2 separate regions of the Triticum aestivum genome follow, and region 1 is linked to region 2. Evidence: chromatin contacts called from public Hi-C data. All regions are on one chromosome and are shown on one strand. The core of a region is the stretch at or near the end of the contact, and the rest is flanking DNA. Distances in the headings are between cores, read along the strand shown.

Region 1 (5,283 bases), core at 773-3,272, 150 kb before region 2:
TCAGTTGAAGAAGAATAAGTTGGGATCTCTCTCACTGAAATGAGTGCTATAATTTAAAAAAGTATCATATTTGAGGGCTAGTTTTCTTGGGCGGCTTAAGAAAATAAGCTGCTTCTCCCATGCTTTAAATAAGCCGTCCTCTTGATTTATTGAGATTTATAAATTAGTTATCTCATAACTGTACTTTTTGTATGGGGCGGCCCGGGCGCATCAGGGCACATCCACCACATTAGCCCGAGCCGCCACCGACCTCACGCCATCCCCAAAAAAACCTCGACCCATCGCCTCTCCGAACCCTAGCTCTCACTCCACTCTCCTCTTTCACTCCGTCCTCTCCTCTCCCTTTCCGTTTTTTATCGAATCGGGCGAGATGTCGAGCTCTGGCTCCAACCTCGACGTCGAGGAGGAGTTGGCCCTCCGCATTGCGCTGGAGCGGTCCAAGGTGGACACAGGGGGTAGCTCCGGATTTGCAGCGTCGCCGCTCACGCGGCAGCGCAACGCGGACACTGGAGCTGGCCCCTCCCGGCCCGTGCACAGCTCTGCGAGGGCTGCACAGTCCGCTCCGCCCCACGCCATCCCCTTCCCCCACCGTCCGCTACACCGCGCGGGCTCCGGTGGGTGCTCGTGCCCGCTCCGCCCACCCGCACACGCGTGCTGAAATCAGAGGCACGCGCCGTCCGCCGCGAGAGGCAGCAGGAAAAGTAGAGGAACGTGACAGAGCAATCTGTGCGCCGCCGCTGCGGGTTGCCGGTTGAGCCCGACGAGGACGAGCGCTCCTCGCTTGGGTCTGCCGCCAGTTGGTGACGGCGACGGAACGAATGCTCGTCCGCTACGAAGGAAGAACACTAAGGCGCTCCGGCTTGCCATTGAGCAGTCGGAGCGCGAGGCGTAGGAGGCAGCGGCGGAGGCGACTCGGGTGGCCAAGCTCAAGCGGCAACATGACAGGGTCGTTCGGCGGATGAAGGGGCCCATCATCCTCTCTGACGACTCTGATGACGATGGGGACGATCATAACTCCACTTTTGATAACTCCGACGATCCACCACCTGCCACCAACGCCTACAGCTGCGCCGACGACCGGAAGGGCAAAGGCCTGACGAGGAAGTGGTGAATCTTCGTCGTCTCCGTGGTTAATTTCTAGTTATTTACGTCTCTAGTTAGAACATGTCAGTCATATGTGGATTATGTGAACTTTGAGTAGCTTTTGGAGATCCGTCTGTGATCTTTTGGTGATCGAAATATGCATGTTTCATAGTCCGTGTGATGATCTACGAAATTTATGTTCACATTGCATGCGTAATATGGATATAGGGTATCGGATATCAGGAGTGGGGATGTCGTGGACACAAATTGAGAAGTGCCTGGTCAGTGACCGCAGACGTGTCTGGGCACGTCCGCGGGTATTTGAGGATCGAATTTGGTGACCCGGCTGTAGATCTCTAACATCTTGTAATGTAACTTATTTGTGATTTTCGCACAGCCTGCAAATAATCATGGTTTTTTACCAAAAATTTACGACAAGCATGGCTTTTCCCCGTGCGTTTCAAAACTTTGATCTATTTCCCCACTAAGTTTTATAGAATCAGTCCATATGTGCCAATGTTCTAGAAAATTCACTGGCACCAAAAGAAAAACTGAAAAACGAGACCTTCCCATACAAAGTATCTGTCCGTTCCGTGTGAAAGTGACATCTTTGCCTGTGATGACTGAGATGGTGACTGGTCTGTTCAGCTTTGCCACCAAACGAAACAAAAAAGAAATATTTCCTGGAAGAAATCCACGTGCATGTTTCTTCTTTTTGATTGATTGATGAAGGACCGAGAAATCCACATGTGATGATTGGGCAGTGCTCCTAGTAATTAAAGCGGAAGTGCTCTATGATTGTCCTACTCCCACCTGTCAAGCCGTCTCTGACATTCCAGCAATCTTTTTTTTTTTGGCAACCCCCTTCACCCATGTGCTCCTCTCGTGCAAGCAGGAGTGCAGGAGGGCCCATGCAGTGCACGCATCACTGCTGAGATAGGGCGGCGGCGGGCGGGCGAGGGGCACGGACGTCGCCGCACGCGTGCCCTGTCAGCCAGGCAGTAAGATACGTGCCTCGCCGGTCGCCGTTGCGTTGATCGGAGGACGGTGGGTGGGCGTCGTTTGAGTTTGACCGTACGTCGCCACCGCCCCGTGCCCCCGTCACCGGGTAGCGACCGCTTCCCCATTGCGGTCCAAACAAATAACGAAGCAGGCGGGGGAGAATCTGTCACAGATATATGTACTGTGCTACGCTAAATAAGCAGGGAGCGCTCGCAAACGCCCGCGTGCCTCCTGGCCCTTGCATCACAATCCTCGGGAGAAAAAACGGCCATGACGGGACCCTACCGAAAGAGGATACCTCTACTGTTCGGTGGGTCGCTTAATCCGTGTGCAGCGATGGTGGACGATCGATGAGTCGATCTCGCACGAGGAGAATGTGTGCGCCGCAATCGCAAGTGCCCCCCCTGAGCATACGCATCGATCACAATTCACAAAGGACTAGATCGACAGTGAGTAGTAGGTTGGTACCATCCGGAAGTGGCCAAAACTAAGATTGGCACGCAGATCCGTAGGCCCCTTGATCGTCCGTCCTCCATTTCATCGCCGCCTTTATCCCGCCCTCAAGTCCATGGCATTCCTAGCGATCCACTAATCATAAGCTCGTGGTGGAGATGCCTACTGATCTGATCTCATCTCATCCACGCCAACGTGTTGATGTGATACGCATCGTCCGCTTCATCCTCGGATAAGGAAATTAAAGTGTACGTTTCCAAATATGATTCCCTGCAGGGAGTGGCCTCGGCCGCGCGCAATCATTGAGATATCCAATTCCGATGATGATGATGATGTGCAAGTCACTTTGCTTGCTTGCTAGCCTTAGATTGATTCCCGTCTTTTGGCAGGCCGATCGACGCAATCAGTTGTCACTGCAGGAGTGCCGAGGGTATGCGGATCGGAGATCAAATCTTCCGTGGAATCATTGTCCTTTGTGTTCCGTTTTGTCCCGTTCTGCCACATTCGTTGCACCGTATCGTATCCTACAGTTGCATATCCAGGCTTCGTGTATGGGAAATCAAAAATGGTGCGTGCCCTCTTGGGAGTGACCATGACTGTAGCTACAGTGCTGTGGTACTGTCTCGGAGTCGGAGGCGAAGAACTGATTTGCATCCAAAAAACCACATGACCGTCATGGAACACGTTCGGGGATAAAGAAACTGTATCAACAGATATACTACACGTGGCATGGAACACACCTACACCGTACGCCCACAAGATTTGGACGGCTACATACATACTCGTATGTCTCTGCAGTTCTACTCACTGGTCTGCACCCCAGCGAAAGTATCCAGTGATACCAACTCCCAGAAAAATTTACATCGGCTAGCCCAACACGGTTTTCCTACCCTAGCCGCCGCCGCCACTAGGCGACTAGGGCGAGGCACTTTTTCCTCCGATTTTCACCGGTCGGTGCGCTGGCCCCCTCTCCCTTCGACTGCTGCTCCGACGGTAGGAGGGAGGGGGGACCCCATTCCTCCGCTCTGTAGTTAGGTTTTGGATTTGTAGGTCGTGGTGCGTCGTTGGGGTGGTGGGAGCGACGCCCGGACGAATAAATCTGCCTCAACCCCAATCCCACACCGGCGCTGTCCTCCAGGGCGGCGTCTCGGAGTTGATGGCATCGTGTCTATGTCGATCCCTCAGATCGTCATCGTTAGGGTTCATGGATGGTGTTGACGAGGCGGCGGCGGCAACTCCATCAGGTGTGTCTCTCCTTCTGCTCTGTCCCCGTTGTTGTGGCGTTGTCTCCGACGTCATGGTGGAGCAGGGAGGTTTTGTCGTTCAGGAGTACGCGCAGGCGGTTGTCTACACAAGTGACAGCTGGAAGATGGAGTATCTTGTGTTGGGTCTGTGGTCGAAGGCGGGCAGTTCTGGTTTCCTTCTTCGACGTCGTCGTCATGCGAGGGTGTCAGTTTTGAAGTTCAATGGCGTGTCCGGGGACATGTTGCCCCGGTCTGATTCTTTCAACGGCTATGATTTTGCTTTTGGCAAACTACTTTGGAGGTCCGTAAAGCTGTTGATCAGCGATGGAGCCGCGTCGAGCTTGGGCGAAGAGGCGATCTGTCTTTTTATCCTTTGGTGGCCGCTTCGGTGGTGTCGAAGGAAAGGGACATGCGCTGGTATTTTGCATAGGATTTTCCTATCTTTTCAGTCATGTATGGTCGGTACTTACGTGCCTTGTAACTTGATCTTTATTCTATATAAACGAGACACGTATTACCATGTAAAAAAAAGTTATACCAACTCTGACATGCTCCCGTATTCCATTTCAAAAAAGACCAATTTTAATGTTTCAAAAAAAGTGACAAAAATTGTGAACATTCACAAAACCCCTAAAAAATTCAGACCCAATTTTAAAATAAACATTGAGAAACAACAAACACAAATCCATATGTGAATAGTGTCATTTTTGCGTTTGTCCTTTCGTGACACTATTTTGTCTCTCCATGTGTATTCCAAATTAAAATCTGAAGTTTTTAGAGGTTGTAAACTCATAGTAGTATATTGTGAACCCTAAAAAATCATAAATTTTTGAAATGTACAAATTTACTTTTAAAAAGTTGGGGTTGTTGGGGAACGTAGTAATTTTAAAAAATTTCCTACGCACACGCAAGATCATGGTGATGGCATAGCAACGAGAGGGGAGAGTATTGTCCACGTACCCTCATAGACCGTAAGCGGAAGCATTATGACAACGCGGTTGATGTAGTCGTACGTCTTCACGATCCGACCGATCCAAGTACCGAACGTACGGCACCTCCGAGTTCAGCACACGTTCAGCTCGATGACGATTCCCGGGCTCCGATCCAGCAAAGCGTCGGGGATGAGTTCCATCAGCACGACGGCATGGTGACGATGATGATGTTCTACCGGCGCGGGGCTTCGCCTAAACTCCGCGACGATATGATCGAGGTGGAATATGATGGAGGGGGGCACCGCACACGGCTAAGGAACGATCCGTAGATCAACTTGCGTTCTTGTGCTTAGAGGTGCCCCCCTGCCCCCGTATATAAAGGAGCAAGGGGGGAGGGGGCGGCCGGCCTAGGAGGGGCGCGCCAACGGGAGTCCTACTCCCACCGGGAGTAGGACTCCCTCCTTCCTTGTTGGAGTAGGAGAAGGGGGGAAAGAGGGGGAGAGGAGGAAGGAAAGGGGGGCCGCACCCCTTGTCCAATTCGGACCAGAGGGGGGCTGCGCGCCTCCTTC
Region 2 (5,253 bases), core at 781-3,280:
GATCGTATCGGATCCAAAGCAACATGTAGCCAAGCTGCGAGAAATCCATCGACGGCGGCTCAGATCCCGCGCCGGCCCGACCAATCCCTCGACCGGAACGCATCACGGGCCCTGCCGCTCGGTCCCCAGCCCGCGCCGCCGCCGGACGTCCCCGCCGCATGGGCGGCATCCCCGAGGGGTCCCCTAGCCGGCGCGGCGTGACGGGCTGGCCCCGAGGGGCGGCGACCCGGCGAGCCCGTCGATCGGGAGCCTGGCCGGCGCCGGCAGATCCCTCCATCATCCCCGCCGTTAGGGGAGGGGCGCGGCCCCAGCCGACGCGAGCCGGGTTGGCCACGGCGAGCTGGACGGGCACTGCGACCGGATTCGGTCAGATGCTCACATCCATGTCGCGCCTCCGCACGCAGCCATGTCGCCGGTGGCATCTCGCACCCGGCCGCAGGCGAGTGAGAAGGCCGCGACGCCAGAGGCCGTGCGGCGGAGGGTAAGGAGCAGGGAGGCGGGACGGCATGGAGTGCGTGGGGCTCGAGGAAAGAGTGGATTGGTCCTTTTTCGCTAGGTTTTCGGGAGAGCGATTGGTCGTGGCTCTCCAAGCCGCTCGCTCGCCCTCGCCAATAAGGAACAGCCCACCCTCATCCATTCATTCACGTAGCCCTCAAATGAACCCACCCTCTGCTTGCTGACCCTACAGGCTCACGACCCCACCCCTCATACTCTCTTGAAGCGACAGCCAATGTGAAAAACAACAGACGGTTGACCAGCCGCCACCAGCCAAAATTTTACTGTTGTAACTTCATCGGGCGGTCAAAAATGCCTCGCGAGCACAATGGCCCTGGAACGGCGGGTACTCTAGCGTTGTTTATATGTTCCGATGACTGCAAAGCAGGAGGGGCGGGTCCGGCTGCGTCCGTGGACGTATGACGGGCCGGATTTGCCACATCCGGTTGCTGTACATGCTATAACTCCTTAAGAAACAGTAGACCCCATCAAACCAGCGAACATACCATGTTCCAACCACGCCTAATATTTTGCGAAGTAGTCAAGGAGCGAGAGCAACACGAGCAACATGATCCCTCTAAACATTGACTGACCGGCCTGTTATCCATCCAACCTCCTCTGAGCATATCCCGTTATCCCTATGCTGAAGCAGTCCGGTCACTCGTCAGTGGCAACTCAACGAAACAATCCACCACCGTCGCGCGCGGCGGCAACCTGAAGAAAGTTATACCACTACTACTAGACTGTCTAGACAGTTCGTTGGAAGGAAAACTACCCAAGGAAATGATCAAAACCGTGACGGGAAAAAAGGAGAAGAAGAAGAAAGGAAGCGAAATCAGATAAGCACGCTCCACATAACGGACTGCTCCTCCTCACCGCTGACCGCGTCAACCGGCCGTCCAGGGTGCGTGAACCACGAACGCGCTCCTCCTCCCTCATGTCGGCGAAAGCGATCGGTACCGGAGCAAGTAGTGGAGCAGTAAGTAAATCGGACCCTGGTTCTCAAAAAAAGTAAATCGGACCCCAAGCCTCAGATAATACAACACGAGGCTGTGTATTCGAGCGACATCGAATGCTGATCCAATGGTGCCGACCTGCGAACTGTGTATCAATTCGATCATGCGCATTGGCCACCGTACAAATTCCCCCGTTCACACCGGGGACTGCTTGGAATGTACCAGTACTGGTAGCGTCGTGTGCTAAGTGGAAGCTACGTGAATTACCAAGAGACCTTCGTTAATTCAATTTATAATCCGAGGGGTAAAACTCGCACATTGTTTCACCGCCTCGGATCGTCAGAGGCAGGAGGAAGCTGAAGCTTTTCTTCAGAAAAATAAACGAGAGCATAGAGCTGAACTGGCCTCTGCCTCCCCGTTTGAAACGAACTTCTCATGACGGCTATTTAGCCACGTTTTTTTCCCTCTCCCTTTCTTTCTTTCTTTCTTTCTTTCTTGCTGATTATTAGTGGCACGTACGTAGAGCGGCTGGTGCGAGTGCTATATATGCCAAGGTCGTCCCCCCAGAAATGTTCGAACCGTTGAACGAAATTAAACGGGAGAGAGATAGATCGTACTAGCTCCCAGCCTCACGACGACTCTGCTCTGCTCTGCCATTTGAAAAGAAAGGAGGTGAGGCGCTGTTTTTCTGCGCTGGGCGGGCGGCGGGCGACTTTGATGTGCTACGAGCTGGCGGACCAACGTGGACTGCACGGCAGCGGCGGCCGGACGGTGAAGGGCGAGGGCAGCTCCGGGGCGCCGTCGGGAATGACGACAATGGCGAGCCCGGCGGACTTCATGTCGGGCTACTACCAGGCGCAGGAGATGTCGACGATGGTGTCGGCGCTGTCGCGGGTCGTGGCGGAGGACGACCCGTGGGCGCCGTCCGGCTCCGGCGCCGGGGCGGAGGGGTGGGGCTGGGAGGAGCAGCAGGCAATGCACGCCGCCGGAGGAGGCGGCTACGTGCACGAGCTGGGGAGCTTCCCCGGCGCGCCATCTTCAGAGTTCGCAGGTAACAAACAGTCAACACACGCATGCTATTGAAGCTTAGCTTGGTCGGGAAGAGTTTCTGAGTTTGCATGCTCTGCTTTTGCCTTGGATTTGATATTGCTCCACCGAGCTTCGCACGCTCTACTTTTTTGCCCGATCACATTTTTGCATGCTACTCCAGCTCGAAACGTGTCAGGCATGGGCAAAATCACCTTTCCAGAGTATACATCTTATGCATTCAGAGGTTTTTTTTTTATCGGATGCATTCAGAGTTTCTTTTTTATCTGATGCATTCAGCGGTTTATTACTAGTATCCTAATAAGCTTGTAAAATAAAGGAAATGTCTATATCCGTCGGTGAAGCAAACGAAGTGGCTCACCCCCTAACGAAGAACTCATTTAGTGAAAAAATTTGTATGTTTTGGGAATCTATAATCCCTGATTTTATTTCTCACTATATTGTACTCCCTCTGTTCTATAATAGTATCAAACACGTTTTTGTATTATAGGATAAGGGAGTAAATGATATGTCTGTTATCAAAGGAATAAAATCTGTTGCTTTCAAAAACACACGCTATAGCAACTTTGTTCTACCTCTAGTACAAAGTTATACTAAGCTTGAGACAGTTATTTTGAGACGGAGGGAGTAATATTTTACAAGAATATTTTAGAGGTAAAAAAACTAATATTGGCACCCCGGGTGTACATCATTCGGCTTATAACTTAACTTAAACAAGAAGACAATCGATGAAGTTCGAACCTTTACGTTTCTAGCTCTGATCAGGTCATAAAGAATCGGTGAACACGTGTAGTGCCAGTTTTGGTCAGTGCAGAGCCCTAGGCACAAAATGTGTTATATGAAGAGAGTTATTTCTTGGAAATAATAGAGGAAAATGCGTGCGGAACATGCAAGCGCGCGCGACCATAACAAACTGGTCGTACGGAGGAACGGCGTGTAGCTCAAAGTCGAAACGTCGGACGGAACCGAGGCGCCTGGATTCCTCGTAGCTGACATAAGGAAAATGAAACGAACCCTATCTCTTGTAATCCACTGCTGCACAGTTGTACGCCATTGAACCTAGTCTTGTAATCCACTGCACCTCTGCAACGCAACAAAGACACAGCTAAGTCTTCAGGTAGTACGTAGCATTTCATCGTACATATGTATAAAATACAGTGCATCTTCGTGTCATGTACGTAGGAGTACATGCCAATATGTCATGGATGAGCTTGCGTGACGCGCATACAACAACGAGAATACGGTCGAGAGAGTTCATTTCTTTCCTGAAAAGGCAGTTTTTTTCCTTCATTTTTTCCTCCTTTTGCAACGAAAAGCGGTTCGAATTCTTGAGGTGGTGCTTATCGCTTTGCTGGAAGCATGAATATCTTTTCTCTACTGCTTTCCAGTTCACATTCCTAAATTTAACCCCTCGGTGATCGGGACGGACGCGCTTTATTAACACCTTGCAAATCGCGTTCGGGTGCATGCACATACACACACTGCATGCGCGAGTGCACAACTTGGAACACGCTTGCGCTGCCTCGCTTTGCATTCTCTCTGCTTTTGCTTGGCGCCTCGTCCCCGTGACACCGTATAAATATGCTTCCGCGTCCGTGCGCAGGGTCGGATCAGAGCTCGGACACCCAGAGCGCGAGCGCGAGCGCGGCGACCATGGAGGAACACCGCTCCCGCTCCCCGGCGTCGTCCAACGTGGAGGCGGCGGAGGCGCCGCGCCGGCGGTACCGAGGGGTGCGGCAGCGGCCCTGGGGCAAGTGGGCGGCGGAGATCCGGGACCCGCACAAGGCGGCGCGCGTCTGGCTCGGCACCTTCGAGACGGCCGAGGCCGCGGCGCGCGCCTACGACGACGCCGCGCTGCGCTTCCGCGGCAGCCGCGCCAAGCTCAACTTCCCCGAGGACGCGCGCCTGCACCCGGCCACCGTCGCCCCCGCCGCCGCGCCGGCCCGTGTGCCGATCGCCGCGGCGTCGGCCTCGACGCCCGGCATGTACGCCGGCGCCGGGCCGGCCTCCGACTACCTGCGCTACCAGATGCTCCTGCAGGGCAGAGGCGCCGCCGCCAACCAAGGCAACCTTCTCTCGTTCTACGGCGGGGGCGGCGGCGGCGGCGGCATGTCCAGCTCGTACGGCGGCGGCATGAGCAGCTCATATGGCGGCGGCGGCGGCACCATGAGCGGTTTCCTGGGCTCCTACTACTCGTTCCCGACCTCCTCCGTCTCGGTGGCCACCGTCCCGTCATCCTCCTCCGCGTCCTCTGCTCCGGGCCACTACTACTCGTCGCCGCACGACTCGCAGCAGCACCAGCAGCAGCAGGGCAACGCGGCGGCGGAGTGGAGCTGGGAGAGCGCGCTGGCGCCCTACCCGGGGACGACGACGGCGGCCTCCTGGTCCGACTCGAGCCAGCAGCCGTACCACCCGCCGCACACCCAATAGCGCAGCCGCAAAGCCAAGGCCAAGATTCTGCGCCGTCTCTGGAAGAAAGAATAAGTTGTGTACGGAAGGCGACGGAGACGGGCGCAGCAGCAACCAGCAAGCAGAGGAAGGTTGAGAATGATGGCGTCACTCACCGAGGGGCATGTGTTGATTGACAGCTATGGGCGTGCTCATTTTGTTCGTTCGTTGATTATTAGTTTGGGAGGTGGTGCGGGTCGCCCCGTTTTTAGTACTTTCTGCTTTGGTTATTACTGCAAATTAAAAAAAATGGAAGAGCGAGCTTGATGCTTGCAGATGGGGATTGGATACTTTTGGGGAGGTTTAA

Evidence for each region. Hi-C and Micro-C count contacts between places; a contact is called where the count stands out from the background.
Region 1: a Hi-C map of leaf shows a contact between it and region 2, with 7 times the contacts expected there. The contact joins the enhancer-like site here to the promoter of LOC123071550 in region 2. A contact is called at or near these places in 4 of 5 Hi-C or Micro-C datasets (leaf, root and an unstated tissue) and 1 of 1 datasets of contacts at active chromatin or transcription factors (leaf).

Annotation. Positions count from the first base shown.
Region 1 is chr3B:663,846,665-663,851,947 of IWGSC CS RefSeq v2.1, reverse strand. No RefSeq gene overlaps it. Among protein-coding and RNA genes, the nearest start is that of TRNAQ-UUG, 12 kb to the left of the region's middle. Within about 2 kb of position 2,022, at least 2 of the 8 cell types and tissues checked have an H3K27ac peak or open chromatin away from gene starts, as enhancers often do. A contact at or near this core is called in leaf and root, where this site is marked.
Region 2 is chr3B:663,701,090-663,706,342 of IWGSC CS RefSeq v2.1, reverse strand. It overlaps LOC123071550 (ethylene-responsive transcription factor ABR1), which reads left to right and starts at 2,030. Exons shown (of 2, transcript XM_044495127.1): 1 at 2,030-2,502; 2 at 4,102-5,253. The coding sequence starts at 2,169. The coding sequence ends at 4,928.